3 separate regions of the Sus scrofa genome follow, and regions 2 and 3 are each linked to region 1. Evidence: chromatin contacts called from public Hi-C and HiChIP or PLAC-seq data. All regions are on one chromosome and are shown on one strand. The core of a region is the stretch at or near the end of the contact, and the rest is flanking DNA. Distances in the headings are between cores, read along the strand shown. Region 1 has its middle 35 kb from the start of ZHX3. Region 2 has its middle 32 kb from the start of TOP1. Region 3 overlaps CHD6 (chromodomain-helicase-DNA-binding protein 6).

Region 1 (4,637 bases), core at 1,015-3,514:
AGCTTACAGTGTATGCGCTGATACCATTCCCATTTTACAAAAGAAACTGAGGTTTGGGAGGTTAAATATGTCACCCAAGACCCAAGTGACCTGCACTAGGAGGTCACTGAGTCAGGGTTGGAACTTGGGTTTATCTGACTGACTCCCACCATAGTGACAAGCCATCTTGTTCGTTTTTTTGTTTGTTTGTTTGTTTGTTTTTGGTCTTTTTATCTTTTCTAGGACCCCATCCTCAGCATATGGAGACTCCCAGGCTAGGGGTCAAATCGGAAGTGTAGCCACCGGCCTACGCCATAGCCACAGTAACACCAGATCCAGGCCGTGTCTGTAACCTACACCACAGCTCACAGCAATGCCAGATCCTTAACCCACTGAGCAAGGCCAGGGATCGAACCTGCAGCCTGATGGTTCTTAGTTGGTTTTGTTAACCACTGAGCCATGATGGGAACTCCGTGACAGGCCATCTTGAATAGTACTTGTTGGAACTGAGCCGCCCAGTGTTTGCAAGTCTCAAAATCTCTAGAAACACTCAATAAGAGCAATGCCCATAAATAATAGCTCTGCTGATGCTTAGATTTTAGTGTTAATATTAATATAATTAGTATTTTGAAAGCCTGTTTTTCTTCTTGACCTGTCATCTCATGAAAACATTAGATCGTAATTTTATGTCTTAAAATCTCACCACTATGGAAGAATTGGTCTGGAGGAAGGCCCAACTAATTTGGCGAAAAGTGCAAAGGACTGAATATACATAAAGAAATGTAATTTTTAAAGTTCAAATGAGTATGTGTTATAACAATTCATATTAGAATAACAAACCATGGCCTTCAGTAATTAGAGACTCTTTTAGAACCAACACGAAGTTCATATGGTGATTTTTAGTAACTATATGCTTTTAAAGGTCTCAGAAAATATTTTTCAGGTAAGTTTAGTATAGCTGAAGAAGGCATTTACTAAGCAAAACCTGTCTTCAATCAAGTCCCAGGACAGTTGAGTGATTCTGTGAAGAAATACTCATTCCGTAGTCATGAGGTCAAGGATTCCAGGGTTAGGGCTTAGGAGGCAGATGAGCAAAATCAAAAACAAACCTGGCCTACTCTGTATCCATTAATGGATCGGCCCCTAATTACCAAAGGGTAACATTGTCCCATCTGGGGTTGGAGGCCTGAAAAGGGAAACACTGCCCCACCTGGGATTGGCACCTAGGAGTGCCAACATCAAGGCTGTGATGAGAGGATGTTGCAAGCTGTCTGTTCGTCCTCTCATTTTCACCCTTCCTTTGCTTCTTGAAGTAGAACCAGAAATAAAGACTGTTTTTGAAGGAGAAAAATGCTGGAAATGTGGGAAAAGTATCTAAATCTTAAGCCAATTCTGTATTATTATTTTGCATCATCACTAGTAAAAGAAAATTTGCCGAATTTTTAAGAAAAAAAATTAATATCTAATGTGACCGAGCTGTGGAACTCAGCATGCCCCTCTGCCAAAACCGAGATTATATATAGCACAGGAAAGGAAAGAGCCCCGCTTTCCTCCCGTGGCCGCGAGCAGAGCAGGAGCAGCACTTACGTAACGGGGTGTGCGCTGCGTCTGCCCTCGGCTCACACAGCGGGGCCTCGGTGGTGGCAGGCTCTTTGTTTGCCTCTGCGTTAACTCTTGCCTGCTTCCTCTGTAACGGGGGCCTGTGCCTGGCACGTAAGGAAATGCCGGAGACACGGAACCAGAACAGGCCCTTATGGTCTTAGTCTAGTGGAGCAGATGGGCAGGTGAGGGGCCAAGAGGCTGTGGGTCCTGAGGCCAAGGGGAGGCACGGCATGGGGAACCTGCCAACCTGGCCTGGTCGTCCCGAGAGGCCCTCCCAGTGAAATCCCTCGCCTCCCCACCCTGTGCTTTGCTCTGCTATAAAAAGGCCGTAATGCCTTTACTGTTTGTAGGTATTTTATGCTGCTGTGAAAGCTGAATGTGCCTCACCCTTGGTGGACATTTTGTAAATAGTCGTTTCTCTGCCTCTTTCCGCTCTGCAAACCCCCAGACCCTGTTCTGCCTGGTTTTCGTTTCACTGAGAAACATGGCCCACTATTTGAACTCTGTCAGTGTCTCTCTCTTGAACCTCAGAATTTGCATCTTCACCCCCCTTCTCCTTCCTGTCTCCCAGGATATGTATTCCAGTTCCTTTCTGCTTTTCCTGGGCAAGTGCGGTCCAAGGCTGAGAGGTGCAGGAGTGGAGATAGCCAGTGAAGGGAAGGATGATGCCTCTGTCACAGACACATCACAGCTCACTCTCCTTCTCATCCAGGTCCCTTAGAGCCTCTCAGATAAGCTTGGGGTTTCCAGGCTCCTGTAGCATTTCCCCTGTCTTCCTCTCTTGCTTCAGTTCACTGAAAGGAGTAAAGAGCCCTTTGCAAGCTGTCAAGTCTAAAATCCTTTCTTTCCTCCTGCAATGTTCTTCTCTCAGCAGGGTCCTGCTGAGCATCCTTCAAAGGGGCCTCATCCTGGGGTCCTGCTTGGCTCCATTTGTCCTGATGTTGTTAGAGTCTGTATTTGAAGGGGTTGATGAGAGGACACTCGGCACACATCTGTCCCCTTTCCTGTCTGGTTCGTGGCCTCCCCTTTCTGCTCTGCTCCTCCCCAGACCCCATATCCAGCCAGGCCCCAGTTGCTGACACACTGCCATCTGAAGCAGTGGTTCTCAACAGTGGACACTTGGCAGCGTCTGGAGACTCTTTTGATTGTCACAAGGAGGCAGGGTGGAGGTGCTACTGGCACCTAGTGGGTGAAGCTCTAAATATCCTATAATGCAGTCCCCTGAACAAAGAATTATCTGGTCTAAAATGTTAACACCAAGGTTAAGAAGCCCTGATCAAAGGGGTTTCCCACACGAGTCCCTTTCTTTGTGCTTGCCTGCCTCCATGTCTGCACTTGTAGGGGTTTTGTTAACCTCCAAAGCTGCTCCTCCCCAGTGGGTGGCCTCACCTCTCTGGGGTCTTCCCTCACTCCTCTTCAGTCAGAGCTGGTCTCTGCTCTGTCCATGAAACTGCTTGTGTCCATTCACTGAACACTTCATGCCTTGGCCTTCTATGAGCCCCCTTCAACATGATTTATTCTTTCTCTTTTGAAAGCAAAACAAGAGCTTGGCTATCATGAGGATGACCATGCAAATCCCAGTTTATATAATAGTAAACTTGCACAACATGCAGTGAACCCTGGACTTGGCATCAAGATATCTGGTCTGGTCCCCAGCTATCCTCTTCCATCTCTGTGACCACAGACATAATTTCCCTGAGCTCTGGCTTCCATGCAGGTATGGGAGAGACAACATCCATGTCCTAGGATCGTTGAAGCTGTGAGGGTATGTGAGCTTAGAACCGGCTACACAATGATCAGTCAGATATAGGCTGAAACTTAAAATGATTCCAGGGTCCCAGATGTGACCAGGAGACGAAATTGTTTCCCATTGCCTTGATAGCAGCGATCTTAATTCCAGATCGCAGTTCACCATTACTCCTTACGTAAGAATGAGCGGATGCCCCGCAGCACATCCTTTTCGCGGCACAAGTGCTGGAGTATTGGTTCTCTCCCCTCATCCCATATGCTTCTGACTGCCTTTGTTTTAGAAGTTGATGTTCCTCCCTCTCTTGGAACACTGGGGCCCTAGAACTGTACTCTGGAGGTTGGGGGGTCTGTCCTGCCCCGAGGTACCCAGAAGCCAGTGGCCTTGTGAAGGGGTTGCTGAAGCATGAAAGGGACACTGCATCCATCCATTCACTCCCACCACTTTCTGGTACACGGAGACCAGCACAGAGGAAGTAGTTCAGACATTATGTTACGTTTACTTTTTGCCACAGTGCTAAGCGGTTAGTGACACCTGATCTCGTGGGTTTTAAAGGCAGTTTCCATATACCCATTAGGATTAGGATTATAAAAAATCATGTGAATATTCAACAGTGGAGATAACATCTAGTATTTGCCCAAAGGGTTTCAAACATAACCTCTCAATATATGGCCTTATCTCTAGAATAGAGGAGAAATCTTTGCATATCAAGAAAAGAACTGATTCAGTCCCTGGAGATAGCTATGAAATGTCCTGATGCTGCACCAATGGTGTTGGCCTTCCTTTTTTATCAGTGGCTGAAGAAATATTACATGAGGTGGCTGTGGGTCCGAGGCTGGGAGACAGGTGGTATCTTAGCAGCTGGGCGTTGGCATCGGCAGGACTCCCACAGCTGTCGGCAGCAGCACATGATGCCACACACCATGTCCCTTCTCAGCTCTGTGTCCCAGGACCCGGCTCTCCTCTCTGATGGGCTGTCTTGTACTGTTCACGCTTAGGGATGTTTGTGCTTTGGGTTAAGTGTGTAGCTTTGGAAGCAGGAAGACCTAGGTTTGAGTCCCAGCTGTCACCTGCTGCTTGTGTGACCTGAGTCAAGTTACTTATCCATTTAACTTTGGTTTCCCACTTTGGGAAATCAGTAGCTGAAACTTAGCTCATAGGATTATCACAAGGATTAAAATAAATGAGGAAATAAATGTAAAGAGCAGTTAGCACAGTGCCTGATGTATAGTAATTTTACACAGCCGGTGATGGGAGTGGTGGTGGTTCTCCTTGAGGGCAGAGATGTGGCTTTGGATCCTCCCATGTC
Region 2 (4,637 bases), core at 812-3,311, 220 kb after region 1:
TGGATGTTTGGGCAATTTCTAGCTATTTGCTATTACAAGAGTATGATAACAAAGGTCTTGTGCATTATTACTCTCAGGCTTTTGGCAGCATATTTTTGGGATAGATTCTTAGACATAAGATTGCTGGGTGATGCACATATAATATTGGTTTTCGAAGTCCTAGCTCACTTTCTGTGTGAGCTTTTTCACACTACTCTGTGCCTCAGTTTCTCATTAATGGTATTTACCTCAGGGAGTTATTGAGGAGACTAAATGGGCTAATTTTTTTTTTTTTTTCAGGGCTGCACCCATGGCATATGGAAGTTCGCAGGCCAGGGGTCAAATCAGAGCTGCAGCAGCCAGCCTACACCACAGCCACAGCAAAGTGGGATCCAAGCCGTGTCTGCGACCTACATCACAGCTCATGGAAACACTGGATCCTTAACCCACTGAGCGAGGCCAGGGATTGAACCTTCATCCTCGTAGATCCTTGTTGGGTTCATTAACCACTGAGCCATGAAGGGAACTCCCTGAGCTAATGCTTTTAAAGTTATTAGAATAAGCCTGGTTCATAGGAAGCGTTTGATAAATGTTAACAAGGGATGAGAAGTACACATGCATGTGGTGAAGGGGACAGTGGGTTTGATGCGGGGATGAGTTTTTGAGAAGAGATTCTACACCTGCCTCTTTGCCCCTGCAGGAGTGGTAGGAAGAGTGGAACCCAGAGAGGAAGCGTGGAGATTAAATGAATATAATATAGACAGATAGCTGGATGCCAGCCTGGATAGTGACCCCTCAGGCCCCCATTGTCACCCTCCCCCATGCATGGGTGCCAACTACATATTCTGACTAGTCCCGATGTACTTGGAAAGAAAAGAAAGAGGAAAGCTTCGCTTGACTGCATTTAACCTAAATCTCTGCCACAGGATGAACACTTGAGACAGACATGATATCAACGATAGAAAAGTCTGTTATTTTATTTATTTGTTCTACATGAACATATGGCCTGTGAAATTCATACCCATTACCGCCTGGTTATTGACTGATATCCTGAGACATAAGAAGCTGTGTAGGATGTAAGAAAACAGAAGGAGAGGGAGGGGGAAAAGAGACATAGTGAGCTGTGGCTTTGTTCACCTTGGCCGTGAGCCTAAGGCTGTGCTGTCCGATATGGGAGCTATTGGCCCATGTGGCTAGTGGCTACCATATTGGGGAACCTAGCTGTGGAAGATTTCCTTCATTGCAGAAACTTCCTTCACTGCAGTTGCTGATCTACTCTAGACTCTGATGGAAGAGCTTCTGTGGAGGTGTTGTTTGGATATGCCCGGGGCAGCAGGCCCTGGTGTTGAAGATCCCATCCTAGCACCCCCATCTCTAGTGCCACAGGAAATGGGCCAAAACTGGTCCTCTGAAGGTCCGTGGCAACCACCCACATACATGTGGCCATCCATGTCTGTGTCTCAGGCTCCTGTATCCTCTTCCCTCCTCCAGAAAGTATCTGCTTGCAGCTCTGGGTCTTCTTTTTTTTTTTTTTTTTTTTTTTTGTCTTTTTCTAGGGACACACCCGTGGCATATGGAGGTTCCCAGACTAGGGCTCTAATCGGAGCTGTAGCCTCTGGTCTATGCCACAGCCACAGCAATGCAGGATCCGAGCCACGTCTGCCACCTACACCACAGCTTGCAGCAATGCCGGATCCTTAACCCACTGAGCAAGGCCAGGGATCGAACCCGCAACCTCGTGAGTCTTAGTCGGATTCGTTAACCACTGAGCCACAACAGGAACTCCTTGCAGCTCTTGGTCTTTATCCCTTTCCCTCCAGCCAGTTTCCCCCAAGTTATGCCCTATCATTTTCTCAGAATCCGAGCAGGCCCTGACTGGTCTATCTACCTTTCATCTTCTGCCAAGGCTGGGTGGAGGTGACGGGGGGGACTGCCTGGAGGTGGAGGCAAGCCAGAGACCCCCACCTGGTTCCCGCTTAGTCTCTGCTGGCTCATATTTCCTCTTCCTGTAAGTCAGGTCCCTGGGCCTATCAAAGGATGGTGTGGAAGCCAGCCCCTTCCTTCCTCCACTGTGTTTGCTTTTGAAAAAGGGGAAGTGGAACTGCCCCAGGGTCTGTGAGCTGGACTGACAACACCGTTCTTGTTCTCTGTTCCCCTACAATGCTCCTGGCTCCGAAACCTCCGGCTCTCGGTCCTACTCACTCGCCCACACCCACGCCACACAAAGCCTCATCAGAGGCTTCTTCAAGAATTGCAAGGTCTGGGAGCCAGCCACCCCAGACTCAGAAGAGGCCTCCCTGCTCTGTCCTGCTTGGTGCTGCAGGAGGACTGACCACCTCGTTGCTATCCCACTTCCATCCAACACGTATTTATTGGTCATCTACTCTGGGACAGACTCCGAGGACACCAGGGGCTGGAAGAGAGATGAGGCCCCAGCGCTTTGGGAGATACATCCTGGTAGGAAAAAGACCACAAACAGGAAAAGGGGGTCCTGGCTGAGGAGCTGTTTGGATTCTAAAACTAGCAGTTCTTCGGGGCTTAGAGGGAGTGATGCAGGGAGAGAGGAGGTGTGGGGATGATGTGAGCCCGGTGAAGACAGGGACCATGGCCCATGTGCCCTTGAATCCTCAGTGCCTGGTCCAGAGTAGGAGATCATTAAACACTGAATGAATGAGTGAATGGATGATATAATACTGACTGAGACAGAGGACAAAGCTGGGGGCTTGCTTTTTCTTAAAATTTAATTTCATTTTTCTTTTTAGGGCCTCATCTGTGGCATATGGAAGTTCCCGAGCTAGGGGTCAAAACGGAACTGTAGCTGCTGGCCCACGCCACAGCCACAGTGATGCCAGATCTGAGCCGCATCTTCGACCTATACCACTGCTCGCGGCAATGCCGGATCCTTAACCCACTGAATGAGACCAGAGATCGAACCTGTATCCTTATGGATACTAGTCAGATTCTTAACCTGCTGAGCCACAATGGAAACTCCTAAAATTTTTTATTGAAGTATAGTTGATTTACAATGTAGTTTAGTTTCAGGTGTATAGCAAAGCAATTATATACATATATATATATATATATATATATATGCACACACACACACATATATATATTCTTACAAATATATACTTTTTTGAAAATTTAATTGAAGTGTAGTTGATTTATAATGTTGTGTTAATTTCTGCTGTGCAGCAAACTGACTCCGTTATACATATATATTCCTTTTTCATAGTCTTTTCCATTGTGGTTTACAAAGCTGGGGGCTCTGAGATGGCCTTACCTCTATGGTCCCCTCTACTGCCCACTGTTCCACGGGGCCTGGACCCCAGTCCCAGACAGGTCAGCTCTGCTCCACTTGGATTCGTCCTCTGATGTCTCCTAGTCATTCCCCACCCAGGTCCAGCTCGGGGCCACCGTGGTCTGGACAGCCCTATCCACCAGTCTCCCTACTTAGCAACTTGTTGAGTGGAGACATCAAGTGGTCAGACCCTGGAATGGCAGTGGTCAAGCCAAAGACTTGGAGGGACTGAGCCCTCAGGATGAATCCTGATCCAGTCACGGTGGGGTCTTGATCCTCTATCCACAGTGAAACTTATCCCGGCTGAGCCCACATTCCAGCCCTGGAAGGAGCTCTATCTCTGGTCATATCCTGAAACCCCATCTCTCCAAAGAGTACCCCTAGTTTAAAATTCATCTATAATGACCTGATGTCACTTAAAAAAACAAACAAACAAACAAAAAAAACCTCTCTTTTGTTTTTTTAGGACCACACCTGTGGCATATGGAGGTGCCCAGGCTAGGGCTCAAATTGGAGCTGTATTCACTGGCCTACACCACAGCCAGAGCAAAGCCAGATCTGAGCTGCATCTGCAAACTACACCACAGCTCACGACAACGCTGGATCCTTAACCCATTGAGGAAGGCCAGGGATAGAATCTGCATCCTCATGGATACTAGTCAGATTCTTTTCTGCTGAGCCATGATGGGAACTCCAAGAAAACAAACAAATAATCAAAAACACCCCCCCTTTTATTGAAGCATAACATACACTTAGAAAAGTGCCCAGAGCACAAGAATTTTCACAGGTCAAAGAACATCCAGGTAATCAACACCCATTGCCAGCCTCCCAGAACCCCTCACACACTCCCTTCCAGCCCCTCCCTCCCAGGTTAACCTCTCTCCTGCCTCCTAGCTGCATATATTAGTTTTGCCTATTTCTATACTTCTATATACAGTGGACCTTGAACAATTTGTGTTCAAACTTCTCTGGCCCACTTACATGTGGATTTTTTTTTCAATAAGTATAGTACTTGAGTTTTCTTTTCTTTTCTTTTTCTTTTTTTTTTTCTTTGTCCTTTTAGACTGCTCTTGTGGCATAGGGAGGTTCCCAGGCTAGGGGTCGAATCGAAGCCAGCCTACACCACAGCCACAGCAATGCAGGATCCTTAATCCACTGAGTGAGGCGAGGGATCAAACCCACAACCTCATAGTTCCTACTCGGATTCCTTTCCACTGAGCCATGACAGGAACTCCCCAAATTTTTTTTTAAAAAAGAAAACAAAACCAAAAACTAGGGCTTGAGTCCCGATTCTGTCCAAAGGGTTTCAGCTTCCTGCCTTGGGGGAGTGCTTCATTTTCGAGGCAGTGATAGCTGT
Region 3 (4,637 bases), core at 942-3,441, 160 kb before region 1:
CCAACAGTGTACTTTATCAGTAGACCCAATACCTGGACAAGGGCCAGTAGGGCAGGCGTTTGCAGTGTGGAGCAAGGACCAAGTGAGTCGGATGCCATGTGGCGTTCTCTGTTGTGTGAATACCTGTGAAGAGGGCCGTGGGGGAGCAGGAGTGGAGTGGCCCATGTGGCCGGGACTGTCAGTGACAGTGACAAAAGCAGCAACGTGGAACCTGAGCCGATGAGATGGCATGAAAGTCTAGGACGTAGACGAGAGGGGAGAGGAGCAGCCCTGTGGAGGGGACCCCCGACGTGGACAAGAGATTGCGTGGGGGATTGCTGTTCAGGTGCAGGCGGGTAACAGCCTGGGGACAGATTCAAAGGGCCTCCGCGTTGCCCTTTGAGAAACTAGCTTTTGTTCTGTCATGACGAGCTGCACATGCTTGTTTTCCCTTTGCCCAGGAGGTCCACGAAGACCCAGGGCAGACTCCCCTGAGCACCTCACACCCCCCTGAAGGGCCAGTGCCTGCCACGTCGACCCCGGAGCCAGCCCCGGCAGCCGGCAGCCAGGCCGAGAAGGCCATGCCCGGCAGGAGCCTGCTGGACTGGCTGCGGCAGCAGGCCGACTACTCCTTGGAAGTTCCTGGCTTCGGCGCAGTAAGTGTGTGTCGGGCTGCAGAGACCCCCCATTTACTTCCCGCCGGCCGGTGCCGCTTTGACAAGGAGGATGCTGAGGAAGACTGGGGCCTAGCAAGTCCGAGAAAGCTGTGTCTGCCAAGAATGTCATTTTAAAGTGGAGGGAAAAAAGTTTTAAATTCTGATTAAGTTTTCCAGTAACAGAAATTACATCCCACGTCAGAAATGCTGTGCCAGAAAGTAGACATGCAACATCTTAAGACGATAGAACTTGCCTAAGCTCAGACCTCTCTTCCCTCCAGAATTACCACATCCATAAGCTCACAGAGAATTCTTTGGGTTGCGTAAGTGCTGCCACTTCATGAAAACGTTCCTGTATATTCCTTCAAGTTAATGGTGGTATGTTAGTTCTAGTTACTGCTTTGGGATTTTTCCTCAACTCCTTTTACCGCCTCTGCAGATGAGGAATCTGAGCACTGGAGTCTTCTCGTTTTTCTTTTCTCATTTGCTTGTCCACTCCACCACCATCTTTGTCCTGGGTTCATCTCATTAGTAAGATAAGGAGGTGGAAAGCCCACCAGAAAAGGAGAACGCATTCACAGAGGCACAGCCTCCAAAGACAGACGAAACCCACCAGGGAGGTAGCAGTGAAGAGAATGATTCAGAGGGGAGGGCTAGGGATTAAGCTGTACCCAGAGACACTGGTGGGTCAGCCAGGCGCTCTAGGCTAGGCTGGAGGGCCGGGAGGCCCCCACCGGAGGCCTGTTCTCCAGCTTGCTTCAAGGAGAGAGCCTAGGTGAGGGCCGGGTGGCTGTTTCCTTCAGCCTAACCCGATGGGTCCTGTGCAGAGGGCCGTGAATGAGAGAACAGCAGAAGCGACTGAAAGGCACTGTCCTCATCAGAAGAATCAGAGGCAGAATGTTCTTGTAATGTTGGTTTCCATTTACCTCCTAGAATTTTTCAGACAAACCAAAGCAGAGGAGGCCACGCTGTAAGGAACCTGGAAAGTTAGACGTCAGCTGCCTGAGCGGGGAAGAAAGGGTTCCTGCTGTCCCCAAGGAGCCAGGCCTGAGGGTAAGGAACAGGGACAACCGGCTGGACCCCAGCCTTGCAGCAGCTCCGGCTGGGGCGGGGGAGGGAGGTAGCTGCGCAGCCTTCTTCCTGAGAGGGCAGGGGCAGCACGGGAGGCTGCCAAGTAGTGATGAGGGGTGATGGGTGTTCTGACCAGCAGTGTGACTTCTGTGACATTTATGTTCAGTCTTTACCTCTGAAACTTTTGGTTTAAGTTGTACTTAAACCATCCTCAAAGCTTAATCCCCTGCCCCTTCCCCCCCGCAATTTTAGAGAGTTCAGGGAAAATTACCTTTAACTCTTATCAGGAGTCTGTTTCCAGTGTTTTACAAACTGTGCTATTGGAAATTTTCATTTTCCAACCTAAGTTTCTCTGGCTACCATTTAAGACATTTCCTCCTAGTCTGTCCTCGCTGGCAATGAAAAACAGCTGACTCCAAGCACTGCCCTTTTCCTATTATAGAATCATGAGCCTGGAAGAGACTTCAAAGACATCTGCAGATACTTGTAGTAGAAGGAATCTGAGTTAATTATAGTTTACAGATGACTACAAATTTGGACTAGAAAACTCACAACCTCTAGGGGGCGGTAATAACATTTCAACCAGAAAATGTGTTGAGCTTGGGCAAATGATACACAAATGTGCTTTTAACCTCCTTGAAGTGCCTTCTGCCCAAATAGGGTGCTTCTAAAGAGCCTCGTGGGGATCTGCCCTTCCTGGGTTGTCCTTGAAGCTCGCTGGCTGTCCTGAACTCCTTCCTCAGTCCTCTGCCAGCTCCAGCTTTCCTGGGTATGAACTCCCTCCTTGGTGGGATTTCCTGGATGCGGTTTCTTTTTTTAGCTCCAAGAGACCACCCACCCTAGTCATTTCCTCCTTGGGCAGAAAGAAGTTGTTACTTAATGTTCTCAAGGAGCTTGTTTCTGATTTGGCCCCTGGAGGATTGCTCTTCTAGCAGCTCGGCAAACATGACCGCCCTCGTACTGCTGCAGCCACTCAGGGACGGAGGTGGAGCCGGGCTACTTTTGAGAAAGTTTGGCGTGATGGAAAAGCTGTCCTCTCTTGCTTTATTCTCCGCAACACACCACCACCGCCCTCAGACGCAGTTACACAGTCCAGGCTGGTTGCACATTGGTTCCCATCACTCTGTCTTGGCCCCTGCACATGGCCTGCCCGCGCTGTCCCTTTGTCATAGCACACAGGGTCACGCTGGTCGTCCAGGAGAGCCCTCCAGTTCTTACTTGGTTGAGTCTCTGAGCTCTTGGTGTAGTGACTTGTCAGAAAAACCACAGGGTTTCCCCCTTGGCTTCCCATTTCTTACAACACCTCGAACAATTTCCCTCACACTCTCTAGAAATTAACGTTCATCACCCCCTCCCCCCAGAGATGCTGATCCTTTGCCAGAAAACTCATTTGTGAGCTGTTCTCGCAAGCCAGCTTCTTACCAGAGCTGGGCTTTCCCTCCTTTGTTAAGTAAACACAACAACAAGAAGCCCTGCCTTGGGAAGGCATGGAACCGCTTGTCCTCCTGGTCCTCGGGACTGTGCAGCCTTCCCGCGTCCCCTCAGCCGTGTCTCCCAAGGTCCCTCCACCCCCACCCCCCCCAGGACCAGAGCCTCTGAGGTGTGCTGCACTCCTTGTCTCTCTTAGAGACCCTAGCATTTCTTCTAGAAACACATCCGGATCCCACAAGGAACTTCTGCCTTCCTTCAGCCCCTTCTGCATGTGTGCGCTGGAGCTCGGCTGGCAAGTCCCAGAGACTTAGCATCGCACAGGCCACAGTCAGGCTCAGGGATTCAGCTTTAAGAAGGCCCAGGACATGTGGTTGCTCATTATTAAGTGTGTGTATGCACACACACATGCCTCATGTATGTTATGTGTGAAATTAGATTTGTTTTATGTACTTGGGTGTGGGGTGTTTGGGGGGCTTGTTTCTTAGCCATTTGGCGGTGAGTTGCAGAGGTGTCGTGTCATCCCTACAGAAGTACTTCAGCTGTGACTCCTGAGAATGTTTTCCCACATAACCAGTACCATTCTCGCACACGTCAATATGAATAACATCTTGTAGCTAGCCCACGTTCGTATTTCCTCACTTGTCCCCAAAATGTCTTTCAGAGCTAGTTTCTGTTGTGTTCGTTTTTAGGAGTTTAACCCGGGATCCACATGCTGCATGTAGTTGTTAGGTCTCTTTCCATTCAGGGGTATTCGTTGGCTGAACCTACTCATCTTCCCGGGAGGAGTAAGGAGATTTCGGTTGCCACCTCCTTCTCCACCTCTACCCAGGAGTGAGGTTTCAGAGCTGGAATCGCAGGCCTTGGAATCAATGCTGCCATGAATTGGTGAAGAAGGCTGTCCTTGGGTCGGAGTGCCCAAGCAGTCCCCTGGAAGGGCAGACCTGCCCCCAGTGTTGCTGAGTGTCTTCCTCTCCTTCCCTTCCATCCCCTTGCCCTCCCCCAGCCTCCCCTGGGAGAGGAAGCAGGTTTGTTCCCAGGGAGTAATTACCAGGAGGGAGAGCTGCCAAAGCCCAGCTTGGCCGCTGTGTGTGGTCGCCGAGCTGGCGGGGTGGGGGCACCTGCCGGGGCGGGGCAGCCATGGGCCAGCTAGAGTGACTGCCTCCCACACGAGCAGTGGGGCAAACCTCCTCTGCCAGCCTGCCACGCTCTCCACCGTGGAGGAACCCCTGCTCTTCACCCCAGGGGCCTTTCTGCTGCCACTCTCCCCTCTGAAGGGGAGGAGGCGGCCAGCCTGGGCCTGCTGGGAAGTTCCCAGGTCTGCACGGGCCCGGTGTTGTCTGCATCGGTGGTTCCAGACAAGGGCGGAAACGTCCTGATGCCTGAGGAGCACGACCTGAAGTCGACGAGCAGGACCACGGGGACCAAAGGCTGCCTGGAGTGAGCGCTCCAGCTCCAGATGCCCTGATGAGCTCAAGAGAAAGTATGCTGAAGAATGTCTGC

The links. A called contact is a pair of places that touch in the nucleus more often than the background predicts. HiChIP or PLAC-seq counts read pairs in DNA pulled down with a chosen protein or histone mark.
Region 2: a Hi-C map of subcutaneous adipose tissue shows a contact between it and region 1, with 2.1 times the contacts expected there. The contact joins two enhancer-like sites. A contact is called at or near these places in 3 of 47 Hi-C or Micro-C datasets (embryonic fibroblasts, mesenteric adipose tissue and subcutaneous adipose tissue).
Region 3: a contact with region 1 is called in an H3K27ac HiChIP or PLAC-seq map of skeletal muscle. The contact joins two enhancer-like sites. A contact is called at or near these places in 1 of 47 Hi-C or Micro-C datasets (fibroblasts) and 1 of 2 datasets of contacts at active chromatin or transcription factors (skeletal muscle).

The regions. Positions count from the first base shown.
Region 1 is chr17:43,891,793-43,896,429 of Sscrofa11.1, reverse strand. It overlaps a transcript of ZHX3 not described here. Among named protein-coding and RNA genes, the nearest start is that of ZHX3, 35 kb to the right of the region's middle. Within about 2 kb of position 2,264, at least 28 of the 83 cell types and tissues checked have an H3K27ac peak or open chromatin away from gene starts, as enhancers often do. A contact at or near this core is called in skeletal muscle and subcutaneous adipose tissue, where this site is marked.
Region 2 is chr17:43,676,070-43,680,706 of Sscrofa11.1, reverse strand. No RefSeq gene overlaps it. Among named protein-coding and RNA genes, the nearest start is that of TOP1, 32 kb to the left of the region's middle. Within about 2 kb of position 2,061, at least 26 of the 83 cell types and tissues checked have an H3K27ac peak or open chromatin away from gene starts, as enhancers often do. A contact at or near this core is called in subcutaneous adipose tissue, where this site is marked.
Region 3 is chr17:44,052,710-44,057,346 of Sscrofa11.1, reverse strand. CHD6 (chromodomain-helicase-DNA-binding protein 6) reads left to right here. Exons shown (of 37, transcript XM_021077872.1): 36 at 1,569-1,688. Among named protein-coding and RNA genes, the nearest start is that of EMILIN3, 42 kb to the right of the region's middle. Within about 2 kb of position 2,191, at least 21 of the 83 cell types and tissues checked have an H3K27ac peak or open chromatin away from gene starts, as enhancers often do. A contact at or near this core is called in skeletal muscle, where this site is marked.